Regions from separate parts of the Ovis aries genome. Here all the other regions are linked to region 2. A link is a contact called in public Hi-C data. All regions are on one chromosome and are shown on one strand. Each heading gives the region's core, a stretch centred on a gene start, on an enhancer-like site or on the middle of the called end of the contact. The rest is flanking DNA. Distances are from core to core; before and after follow the strand shown.

The links. A called contact is a pair of places that touch in the nucleus more often than the background predicts.
Region 1: a Hi-C map of tail adipose tissue shows a contact between it and region 2, with 3 times the contacts expected there. The contact joins two enhancer-like sites. A contact is called at or near these places in 3 of 16 Hi-C or Micro-C datasets (mixed tissues, omental adipose tissue and tail adipose tissue).
Region 3: a Hi-C map of liver shows a contact between it and region 2, with 4 times the contacts expected there. The contact joins two enhancer-like sites. A contact is called at or near these places in 4 of 16 Hi-C or Micro-C datasets (liver, omental adipose tissue, retroperitoneal adipose tissue and 1 more).

The regions. Positions count from the first base shown.
Region 1 is chr5:88,016,113-88,020,388 of ARS-UI_Ramb_v3.0, forward strand. It overlaps ADGRV1 (adhesion G protein-coupled receptor V1), which reads left to right. Exons shown (of 90, transcript XM_027970511.2): 83 at 1,898-1,998. Among named protein-coding and RNA genes, the nearest start is that of ADGRV1, 260 kb to the left of the region's middle. Within about 2 kb of position 1,934, at least 6 of the 54 cell types and tissues checked have an H3K27ac peak or open chromatin away from gene starts, as enhancers often do.
Region 2 is chr5:88,241,408-88,245,243 of ARS-UI_Ramb_v3.0, forward strand. It overlaps ADGRV1 (adhesion G protein-coupled receptor V1), which reads left to right. Exons shown (of 90, transcript XM_027970511.2): 87 at 1,405-1,526. Among named protein-coding and RNA genes, the nearest start is that of ARRDC3, 260 kb to the right of the region's middle. Within about 2 kb of position 1,329, at least 8 of the 54 cell types and tissues checked have an H3K27ac peak or open chromatin away from gene starts, as enhancers often do. A contact at or near this core is called in liver, where this site is marked.
Region 3 is chr5:88,093,475-88,097,485 of ARS-UI_Ramb_v3.0, forward strand. All of the region lies in intron 83 of ADGRV1 (adhesion G protein-coupled receptor V1), which reads left to right. Among named protein-coding and RNA genes, the nearest start is that of ADGRV1, 330 kb to the left of the region's middle. Within about 2 kb of position 2,332, at least 3 of the 54 cell types and tissues checked have an H3K27ac peak or open chromatin away from gene starts, as enhancers often do. A contact at or near this core is called in liver, where this site is marked.

The sequences.
Region 1 (4,276 bases), core at 684-3,183, 220 kb before region 2:
GAATAAGCTCTTTTGGGGATCTAGAAAAAGCAGTTGATTCAGGAGTATTTTTCCTTTGCCCAACACAAATCCCCTTGCCTCATATTGTTACCATCCACCATGGTAAGCTCACAGAAAAGCACATATTTGTCATCATGTGGCCTACAATGAAATGAGACTTGCAAGGCCCTGCTTTTTAGTCAGTGTATTACACACAGAGACATACACACACACTCAGTCTCTCTCTCTCTCACACTCAACTTGAACTTTGAGTTTAAGGTGGCTCTGATCATCATAGAAATGCAAAGTGTACTTTGGTGAGTTTGGAGCAACAGCTTTAATAGTTTATAAGCTGCCTAAGCAAAGATGCAGTTTCTGGGTACACTGTATACCTTTGTGGGTGGATTTGGGAGGCACCCTCAGGACCTGCACACCTGTCCCAGAATGCCTCATGGCAACCTTCCAAAAAAATGGATTACTGCGGATCTCTTGGCCAAATTTCTAGGCCGAAAGCCTTGACTAATGCAGAGCCTCACTTCCTGTGTGAAACTTTGTCTACCTTTTGCAAACCTAAACATACTGAGAGCTTTTCCCGAAAGGACTTCTGAGAGGCATTTCTGTGCTGATGAGTAGTCACAGACCTCACGTGGGCATTTTGCAGCTGCCCAGTCAGCTTATGCCAACATGTGGGTATGTTCCATCGCTTCAGAAAAGATAATGAGGAAACAAAATAAATGCAGCTTCTTTTGCCAGGGGGGGCGCTGAATGAGATAATGCATGGAAAACATAGGGCAAAGCAACATACACAAGCTGGTTGTTATGTGTCAATACTTCTAGACAAAATAACCCTGCAGAGGGTGAGAGTGGAGTAAAAGGCCTAAGTGATAAAGCAAATGCGTTGCTTTATGCAGCACACTTAAATTTTTAAAAGTCAGGAAATCTTTTAATTAATATATACATTCTGCATTTAAAACCTAATACTAGGGACTTCCCTGGCAGTCCAGTGGTATAGACTTCTCCTTCCAATGCCGGCGGGTGTTGGTTCAGTCCCTAGTTGGGGAGCTAAGATCGTGTATCCATGGCCAAAACCTCAAAACATAAGCAATATTGTAACAAATTCAATAAAGACTTTAAAAATGGCCCGCATACAAAATCTTAAACTAATATTAAAATAAACTTATACAAATTGCAAGATAAAAAAATTATGGGTTAGTCCTGAGATTCTGATCATTCCCTTGAAGTAGTGTAGGTAGGTGAGTTCAGGTAGATTCAAAGAAAATAATAATGTTTTCAACACCACTTAGAAACGTAGATATTTAGGTTAAAAACCATCTTGGTGGGAAAGAACACATTTTGTTCCTGGTTTTGGCACCCAGGAGTGTAAGGTTGCTTTTAAAATTCATAATCACCACTTTTGTAATTGCCTAACTATTCTTAGTAGATAAAAGGGGTAATTACCAAACCTGAGTTTTGGTAGCATCAATCCCAATTTTATGCCTGAAAAATTCACCTATTCACCTCCACAAATACATCTATTTAGCCAAGGCACCCATTCTTAGAAAATTTAGATTGGAATTTGATTCTTTTCTTAAGCAGTAATACCTGCCTGATGTATTACCAGAAGTTTTATGAAATTATTAATCAGCTTAATTTGTGCTTTCTTTTTAGTAGGGAAGTAAACAAGTAGATATTTGAAATGTAAAGTTCCCCTTTGGGCTTAATTGAGAAGTATGAGGATTTTATATGTCTGGTCAAGTGGAGTGGGTTGAAATTGAAACATGAACGTCCCCAGAAATATTGTGCTACGCGACTTTGTACTGTAAGCACCAAGATATTGTGCTTACCCTCTGAAGATTTAACCATGCTCCTGTTTGTTCATGGATTGTAAAACCACACACGGGCTCTTTTGTTCCTGCAGGTCTCTGCCTGGCTGTTCTTTCCCATATCTTCTGTGCCAGGTATTCCATGTTTGCGGCTAAACTTCTGACTCACATGCTGGCAGCCAGCTTAGGTACACAGGTAGGAGAGCGTGGGATTTCCCACTTTCATGCAATGTTCGTTTCTTCTTCTGTGATCCTTGAGCTGAGTGTATAAGTAAAATTTAATCTCACCCTAGTTGAAATAAGCTTGCTTAGTTTTGTAGTGGAGAAGGATGAAAAAGGAGACCGTAAGAGCAAATGAGAGTATCAGGTCTAAGCAGTGTAACGTTTTTGAGCTCCTTTATCCCTTCTATAGATAATTGCCTTAATATCACCACTCACAAAGAAAATAGCTGCTGCTTATTAAGAAGCATCATGTTGGCAATTTGTACATGTAAATATATTGTAAATGTATATATAATGTTTATATTAAAATTAGTCCATGGAGTCGCTGAGGGTTGGACACTACTGAGCGACTTCACTTTCGCTTTTCACTTTCATGCATTGGAGAAGGAAATGGCAACCCACTCCAGTGTTCTTGCCTGGAGAATCCCAGGGACTGGGGAGCCTGGTGGGTTACTGTCTATGGGGTCGCACAGAGTCGGACACGACCGAAGCGACTTAACAGCAGCAGCAGCACATTTTAGTTTAATCTGGATAAAATATGCTGTGTTACAGATCCTTTATATGGAGGGCATTAAAATGATAGACATTTTAAGACATCTGGATAATATATTTTGCTTCATTTAGTGTTATAGAATACAATTTGGTAAAAGTTTCTTTTTTGAAAAGCTGTCTATGGCAGAAGAAATAACATGGAAAACACTGAGTCATTCATTAGCATGCATTTTAAACTGTATAGTTTTTAAAGCCCAGAAGGCAGATCAAGATGAAATTAAATGCCTTTTCTGTCCATAAGGTACTCACAGTCTAAAACAGTAGATGTGTGTATAGATAACTCTGATGCAGTGTGGTAAGTGTAAACACAGACTGTGTGTGAAGATACGTGAGGACTTAAATTTTTCTGTGAAGGTTAAGAAAGTCTTCCTAGAGGAGGTGATATTTGGGCTGAGCTCAAATGAAAAGTTCCCACAGCTTCTTGATTAGCAGTGAGATGGGCATAGATGTAAGTATAAGTAAACAGGAAAAAGCATGATCACTTCTACCTGAAGGCTGTAATTACAGTTCTAGATTGTAAGGATACACTATATAGTGTTATTATTGAGAGAACTTGGTAATACTATTTTATAAAATTTCCTGTTTTTTTGGATGGTGAGTGCACTTCTAGAGTGCAGAAAATGCTGTTTCCTGATTCTTTGCTGGTGTATGCATGATTCAATTTATGTAAATTTATTGTGCTGTATGCTTAGATTTTCCATGCATTTTAAGATGCTAATGACATTGTATTGAATTTCAGGCAGAACTTTTGAAAATATTATTAGAGGAGGGGCTGAAACATAAAATGGAAAATTATTTGGAACACTGGCCTTCTCTTGCCTATTTTGCTCCCAGGAGTGAAAATGACATGAGTAAATTTCATAACTCTCTTTTTCAGGGGACAATTAACTGCTGAATTCTAAGTAGAAGATCCCAGATTGTGCTTTTAAAGTACCTATGAACTATGAAAGGTAACAGCTGTTACCAAAGAGGGGCTTACATTGAGTTTGACAAGGCTATTTATATTGCCTTGGTAACTATCTTAGCTGTCTGATCTTGCCTTTGCTTCTTGTATTTAAGATCTTAGAAAACCCGCCTTCCATAATTAGCGTTTACTTGGCTGTATTCACCACCCACTCTGGTGATTTTTTGGCAGCAAAGTTTGTACAAGTCTTAATTATAGAACCATAGAATTACAGACAACTCTTCAGTGTCCTAGCAGACAAATTTGCTCATGTCTAGGGATGTGAAAAAGAAGACTCAGGATTTATATCTTGGGATGTTGCCTTCTGATTCACATTGCACTTAACATTAATTTTGGAGAAAGTGGTTAGTCAAATCCCTGTTTTTCACTATATTTTTAGAAGAGATAAAACAGTGTGGCATGAACACCCTGCACTGTTTGACTTGTGACATGGAATAACTAAAAAATAATGTCCGTAGTTTGTTTTTGGCAGGAGGATTGTTGATAGGTTTTTGATAGAAAGTTCTCTTTCCTCAAAATGTTTTACCCATCTACTTTGATTTTTAAATACACTCTCTAAAATAAAGAGAATAATTTTCTCCCTTGAAACCTTTTAGCTAAGCCTTTGAAAATTTCTTAGATTCTCCAAAAATAGAAATGGAACTGACTGTAGGAACTTGGGCCTGCCTTTTCTTTTGTGGATTTTAAAATCATGTTTATATCTGTAGTTACAGAATCTTGCCAGTTGTGGGAGGGT
Region 2 (3,836 bases), core at 79-2,578:
TGAACATCAAAATAAACAGGTAGCAGTATAAGGGCTACAATCCAAGGAGTCTCGAGTCAGACACGACTTAGCAACTAAACAACAAAGTATACCATAACCCATTACATTGAGACTCTATATGACAAAAATAAATGAGTGAAGAAATCAAATATTCGATTAGTGAAAGAATATTTACCTAGTTCCTAAGTAATGCCATACAAGCTCATACTAATTACCAAAGAAAAAGGACTAACTCTGTAGTGGAGGACTCATGCAGCCACTACCTTAATCAAGTGGCCAAAACAAACAGCCTAAATAATAGGACAAATTGAATTCTTGTGGAAACCAATAGAATGCTGTAAAAAGAACCCAGCATCACTTCTGTGATTTCTGGCTAAGTTTATAATCTAAATCATGAGAAAATATCAAACTCAAATTTAAGGATGCTCTACAAGACAGACTTCCCAGGTAAGGTCAGTGGTAAAGAATCTGCCTGCCAAGCAGGAGATGTAGTTTCGATTCCTGGGTTGGGAAGATCCCCTGGAGAAGGAAGTAGCAACACACTCCAGCGTTCTTGCCTGGAAAATCCCATGGACAGAGGAGCCTGGTGGGCTGTAGTCCATAGGGTTGCAGAGCAGTTGGACATGACTTCGCGACTAAACAACAACAAGATCTGATTCACTTTCCAAATCTTATATGGCTTGCCATTTACATATTACTATCTCCTCTTTTAAGATTATTATTCTAAATCCAAAATATCAGAGATAAAGTAGAAAGGGTAATGAAGTCCTTTGGCCCGCAAGAAATCTGTTCTGGGAGCTGTCAAAACAAATTTCATGATAAAATAATGGTGGAATAAACTTACTCTTGACAGTAGTGAATCAGTCTCGTCATCTTTGCTCTTAACCACAGCTGTAGAGCTTGGTGTCCACTCAGTCAGAAAAAAAAGGTATGAATACATATGTTTCCATTACATACAAACAAGTTCATTAATGTTTCAAAATGTTAGACTAGGCTGCTGTAATTTTGGAAGCACATTGCTGCCTGCCATTTTCTGATAGAGAGCGCTTGTAAATTTTCCAAAGTAAAAAGCAGGTTTATATACTGGGCCTTTCCTGGGATCGAAATGTGAGTGCATCTCCAGCGCTTCCTGAACAGGCCAGCAGGTGGTAGTCTAGGAGAGGAACAGGTCTCATCCTTCTCCAGCCTTGGAGGGCAGAGAGAGAACAGAAGGAATGTAGACTCAGCAATGTTCCCTCCTCTTCTCTGGAATCCCTAAGAATGGGATTTCCAAGGTTGTTCTTGCAAAACAGGTACTTGGGCACAGAGGGTATCTCCAGGAAGGAGCTAAAAGTAATTTTGTATGCATGTATGATTATGAAGTATTCTCAAGTTCAAAAATTCTTTTTCTTTTATGGTGTCTAGAAATTCCGCTGGTTTTGTATCTCTTTGCCCTGATTTCGATGACATGGCTTTGGGGAGGCCTGCACATGGCTTACAGACACTTCTGGATGTTGGTTCTGTTCGTCATTTTCAACAGCTTGCAGGTAAGCCTCACGGTTGGGTTACAGCACGCATGTGTCGTAGTGAACACAAGGCGTGGAGTCTCAACATAAAGGAATCAAGCATCCACAGAGGTGAATTCATATGCACAAAACATCACGCAGAGTGTTAGATCAAAGTAGTAAAGATTGTGTTAAATTTTTTTAACACCTTAAATATTGCTGCTGCTGCTGCTAAGTCTCTTCAGTCGTGTCCTACTCTGGTGACCCCATAGACGGCAGCCCACCAGGCTCCCCCGTCCCTGGGATTCTCCAGGCAAGAACACTGGAGTGGGTTGCCATTTCCTTCTCCAAGGCATGAAAGTGAAAAGTGAAAGTGAAGTCTCTCAGTCATGTCCGACTCTTAGCGACCCCATGGACTGCAGCCCACCAGGCTCCTCCATCCATGGGATTTTCCAGGCAAGAGTATTGGAGTGGGTTGCCATTGCCTTCTCCATCTAACTTGCTGGTTATACAAATAGAAAGATATAAAATCTTTACCCTCCTTCATTTTGACAACACCTAAGTAACTACAAAAACATGTTTCTTTTTCAGCAGTATTGATGTTTATAAACTTTACAGATGGCAGCTATTTAGGGCACACGCATATATTTGGACTGGGTTTGTGTATAAAAATTAGATCAGCTGAGAGTGAAATAACAATGATGGTCAAGCAGTTCCCTATTAAGTCTGGTACTTGGTGTTTTGGTTCACTGAAAATGATTGACATCCTCCAAGTCTGGCAATGCCTAGCTTAAGTTAGCTTTGTGAGCATGTTTGGATGGTATAACTAGAAATTATATAACTAACAAAAATTAAAACTGACTTTTTTGTGCTTTTGTTAAATGGAAAAAAAGCTGCAACCTGAAATTAGCAAATGGAACAAATGAACTCATTTTTTTCTTATTTTCCAAAGTAAAAAGATCTGTCTGTAGACTAAAACAGTCTCTTGAATTTATCAAGGATTTCTCTAAACAGCCCTTGTTTGGATCACCATCTTATAAAATAACCTCTGTAGAGAAAGTATTAGGATTATAGCACACAACTGAAATATGACTCAAACCATATTTAGGTTTGCTTTTTCTGAGACAGCTTCATTAGTGAGATCACATTTAACAAGGTAGTGCCTACTCAGATCAGAATATCCATTTAAGGAGGGGAAAGATACAAAGTAGCTTCAACATTTGGAATCAGGTTGATACAAGTTGACATATAGACATCTCTCAATAGATTTATAATTGAGTACCCAGTACTCGCACAGTGGTACCAGTGCTGCCATTACGAGGACGAAGATGACAGCCCTGCTCCTCTAGGATCCGATGATTCAGGGAGTAAGCAGACAATTAGCTGTAAGGGTATACTGTGGCAGGTGCCATGTAAACACGGTGTTACGAGAGCAGAGTGGAGGACTTGTTCACTCCTGCCCGGGCTAGTGTTTGAACTGAGCCCCAGAGGTTAGCCATTCAGGTCAGAGGCCCTGTCTTGGTCACCTTTGAATCCCTCGGCCTAGCAGAACTAATACCAAAGTCTACACTGACAGCCTACTGATGTATTTTGTTTGGTGAACACACAATGGTACACTGAACAGGGTTTTAATATTTGCTCAATTTTAAAATTTCACATCAAAACCTGAATGTCTGGCTTTTCTTTGATGGATTATTTGCATGGCAGCAGTTTCAAGTCCTGAGTAGACGTTGCCCTCTTTAGATGAGGCCTGTGACCTAACGTGACCTAATTATACTCGATATATCTCATTCACTTTACCTGCTCCTAGCTTGTGTCACCTTTCTGTGTCAGTTGCTTGGTCGTGTCTGACTCTTTGCAACCCCTTGGGCTGTAGCCCATGAGGCCCCTCTGTCCATGGGGTTCTCCAGGCCAGAATACTGGAGTGGGTTGCCATTTCCTTCTCCAGAGGATCTCCCCAACCCAGGGATCGCACCTGGGTCTCCTGCATTACAGGCAGATTCTTTACCATCTGAGCTATAGGGAAGTCCCATAAGTGACAAGTAGCCAGAGTTGGGTATTTCAGGCAGAGAATACAGTGTTAGACTAGGCTGCAGAATGCAAACGTGGTTAGTCTTGCCTACATGTGGGGAAGGAAGAAAGTTTATGCAGCTAGAAAAGTTGTGGTGGGAGAGGAGAGAGAAGGCTGGGTTGTCTTAATTGCCGTGTTTCCATGCTCAGAATGGGATGATAAACTTCAGCCTTTAGGTAAAGGGAAACCGTCAGAGTTTTTTGGTTTTTAAATTTGGGGCAGTTTTAAAAATTTGGGATAGGAATGACATGCTTATACCTACTCTTTAGAAGGATAGCTGG
Region 3 (4,011 bases), core at 1,082-3,581, 150 kb before region 2:
AGTTGGTGATGGACAGGGAGGCCTGGTGTGCTGCAGTTCATAGGGTAACAAAGAGTCAGACACGACTGAGCGACTAAACTGAATCTGTATTTAAATTTGCATTAAATTCAGCCATGGGGTTTGGATTTCCATTGAATGGACTGACCTGGTACGATTTCTTTTGTTTTTTGTTTCTGTTTTCTTTAATATGATATACCCAAAACTGTTTGGAAAACAAATATGTTTTGTAACAGTCCTCGTATAAGGACAGACCCTGGTGTGATTCTTGATGCAAGAGCTTCCTGAGCTGTAGAAACTGATGTGCAGCTTTCTCATAGAAAGTGAGAAGCAGTGATGCCAATACTTACTTTCCGTGTTGGTCTAATAGAATTTGATAGGTCCCTTTGGCAAACTGTGAATAAAAAACAAATATAGTGAATAAGAATGTCAACTTAAAATAATGCTTTGCATTATGGGCTTATTTGTCCAAGAACATCCTACGCAGTCTTCTGCACAGTTCATAATGACCAAGTGGTGAAGCCCTTTCATCGTTTGATAGTTTTGTACATAGATTTTTATAACTTGGCATTTAATGTGTGAATTCTGAAAGAGATGGGAATACCAGATCACCTGACCTGCCTCTTGAGAAACCTGTATGCAGGTCAGGAAGCAACAGTTAGAACTGGACATGGAACAGCAAACTGGTTCCAGATAGGAAAAGGAGTACATCAAGGCTGTATATTGTCACCCTGCTTATTTAACTTATCTGCAAAGTACATCATGAGATATGCTGGGCTGGAAGAAGCACAAGCTGGAATCAAGATTGCCGGGAGAAATCTCAATAACCTCAGATATGCAGATGACACCACCCTTATGGCAGAAAGTGAAGAAGAACTAAAGAGCCTTTTGATGAAAGTGAAAGAGGAGAGTGAAAAAGTTGGCTTAAAGCTCAACATTCAGCAAACTAAGATCATGGCATCTGGTCCTGTCATTTCATGGCAAATTCAAGGGGAAACAGTGGAAACAGTGTCAGACTTTATTTTTGGGGGGCTCCAAAATCACTGCAGATGGTGATTGCAGCCATGAAATTAAAAGACACTTACTCCTTGGAAGGAAAGTTATGACCAACCTAGATAGCATATTCAAAAGCAGACACATTACTTTGCCAACAAAAGTCCGTCTAGTCAAGGCTATGGTTTTTCCAGTGGTCATGTATGGATGTGAGAGTTGGACTGTGAAGAAAGCTGAGCGCCGAAGCATTGATGGGTTTGAACTGTGGTGTTGGAGAAGACTCTTGAGAGTCCCTTGGACTGCAAGGAGATCCAGCCGGTCCATTCTAAAAGAGATCAGCCCTGGGATTTCTTTGGAAGGAATGATGTTAAAGCTGAAACTCCAGTACTTTGGCCACCTCATGCGAAGAGTTGATTCATTGGAAAAGACTCTGATGCTGGGAGGGATTGGGGGCAGGAGGAGAAGGGAACGACAGAGGATGAGATGGCTGGATGGCATCACTGACTCAATGGACGTGAGTCTGAGTGAACTCTGGGAGTTGGTGATGGACAGGGAGGCCTGGCATGCTGCAATTCATGGGTTTGGGAGGCCTGGCATTCTGTGATTCATGGGGTCACAAAGAGTCGGACACAGCTGAGCGATTGAACTGAACTGAATGTGTGAATTTACGTAAGTGCAATATTGTTTTTGCATGTGTAATTACGTTTTTTACCCAAATAAAGAGTGTCTGAATGCCAATATTGGCTAAAGTTTTAATTTTTTAAATATTAGAAAATTTTTTTCAGATTTCCACAAGTCCAAATTTCTGAGTGGGCAATATAATTATCCTATGCTCATGTGATAATTTTATTATCCTAATCAGCTTGGTCTTGCACTTTTATGAACCATTCCATTTAACGGAAAAGAGGAAATACTGTGGTTTCAAGTTTAATTATAATAATTTTACCTAGATTTGAAAGAAACATTTCTCATGATGTGAGATCCTATATAATATAGATTACCCAACTCAATTAGCACTTGCATAACATCCACTATAGACAGTGTATGGTGCACAGGGCTAGGGATAAACAGTACCTGCCTTTGAAAAGGGGAAAGCAAAACAGGTTGATTTACTACAGAGTGTCACTGCTAAAGTATGACTTCTGAACAGGCGCCATGAGAGCTCAGAGAAGCAACCACTGCATTCATCCGAAGGTGACTTCGAGTAGGTGATATCGCAACTGATCATGCAAAGATTAGCTCAGTAGACTTTTGATAGGTCAGTTGAAGGAGGAAGGGAAGAGGAGATACTGTCTGCAGTGTGTCCAGGTAGAGCAAGTAGCCTCGATAAACACAGGCAGTTCTGATAGAATGTGTCATGCGTTGATGGAGAAAGAGATCAAAGTTCAGTTGAAGATGACTGGAGTGAGTATAAAGTAAAATTGGGCCAAAGTGCAAGGTGAAACTGGACTGGTAAGCAGGAGCTTGTCATCAAGATCCAGGTGTCCAAGAAGCTTGTAATTTTACCATTGATGGGGAAACAATGCAGGTTTAAGAGGAGAGAGGTGGTAGGAAAGGCATCAGTTATTGAAAAACAGTCATTTATCCAAGAACACAGCTAACTCACTTAATGCAGCTTCTGTAAAGTTAATGTCTTTTATTTTTAATTCAGCAAATTGATAAATATCACTGGGCGAAATGTTTCTTAAAAGTGATATAATTTTACTTAGAAATTGGTGAATCTTTTAAAATCAGAGATTAAGAATAAACAACTTTTTGCTTTCATCAGTACTTTAGAGCTAAATTTAATATAATGATTAAATTGAAGTATGGAAAGTAGAGAAGATTCAGCAGCATGCAAGTGACAACACAATTTCTGAAGAGAAATATTTCAATAACTTGCCATTTCTTCTTCTTTGATTAATTTATAATTAGGTGTGTTTCCTTGATGGTGGACAGATATGAAATCACTATCTCTGAATAGGCACATACTTGAAAATCTTTGCTATATACCAACTGAGAGAAAATTCACTGACAATTTACCGCTAATCTAAATTTGACCGCTTGGAATCTTAACACCTTAATTGAAATTGGTCATAAAATAAGTGGTTCAGAGGAGCTGAGGTACAAAGTTAGAATAGGAAGGACCATAAAGAACTCTCACTTTATGTTTTTACTTTACTCACGTGGTTTTATTTTCCTTCACCACGTAAATTGTTAGAAATTTTCCACTTGCCAGAAAGGGTTTCTCAAGCACTGTTAGACAATTACTGAAAAGTTAGTCCTTCATTTTAGCTTATCTTCCTCAAGGATAAATCTGTATGTAATCATTTTAACAGGCGAGAGAATTCAAGGAAGTGGTCATTTGCTCGGAAATGAGTTTGCAAGGCTGTGAATTTGTTTTCATTAGGAGTATGATTTCCCATTTCATTTTCACGTGAAAGGTACTTTTCCACCTTGTCACTTCTACATTGAGCAAGTCCGCCCACTAGGAGGCGCTCTTTCCAAGCTCATTTATCAAAGCACCCAGAAGACTTTCCCAATAAACCTTGTTGGGATATTCACTTTTTCTGTTTCTGAGCTAAAGATGCAAACACACAGCCCTTTTTTGCTAGTGAAAGCAGGCCTTTTTTATTGTTGTTAAAACAATAACAAAAACTTCCAGACGTTTTGGTTGGTACCTGTTTTTCTAGGTATTGTTTTGTGGCCAGAGGTGTTTAATTTGTTAGAAAAATGCAGTCTTTATTAAAATGCAGAACTTTTATTAAAAGTTCTAATAATGCCTTTAAAATAGTGATTCTTTCCCCAATATTTTTTTCTCTTAAGTAAAAACATATAGATCCCTAATTTTATCTCAGTTGTGAAATGTTGAGGATATTAAGCCATAACAGAATGCAGTGTTACAAAAAGTAATCAGTGATTTGTGTTAAGAGTTTTCAATTTCCTAAAATTATCAGAGACTGTAAGGATGGTGTGTAGCATATATACATAAACATAAATCCCGTTGAGAATCACCAGACCATAGAGAACATTTTTTTAGTG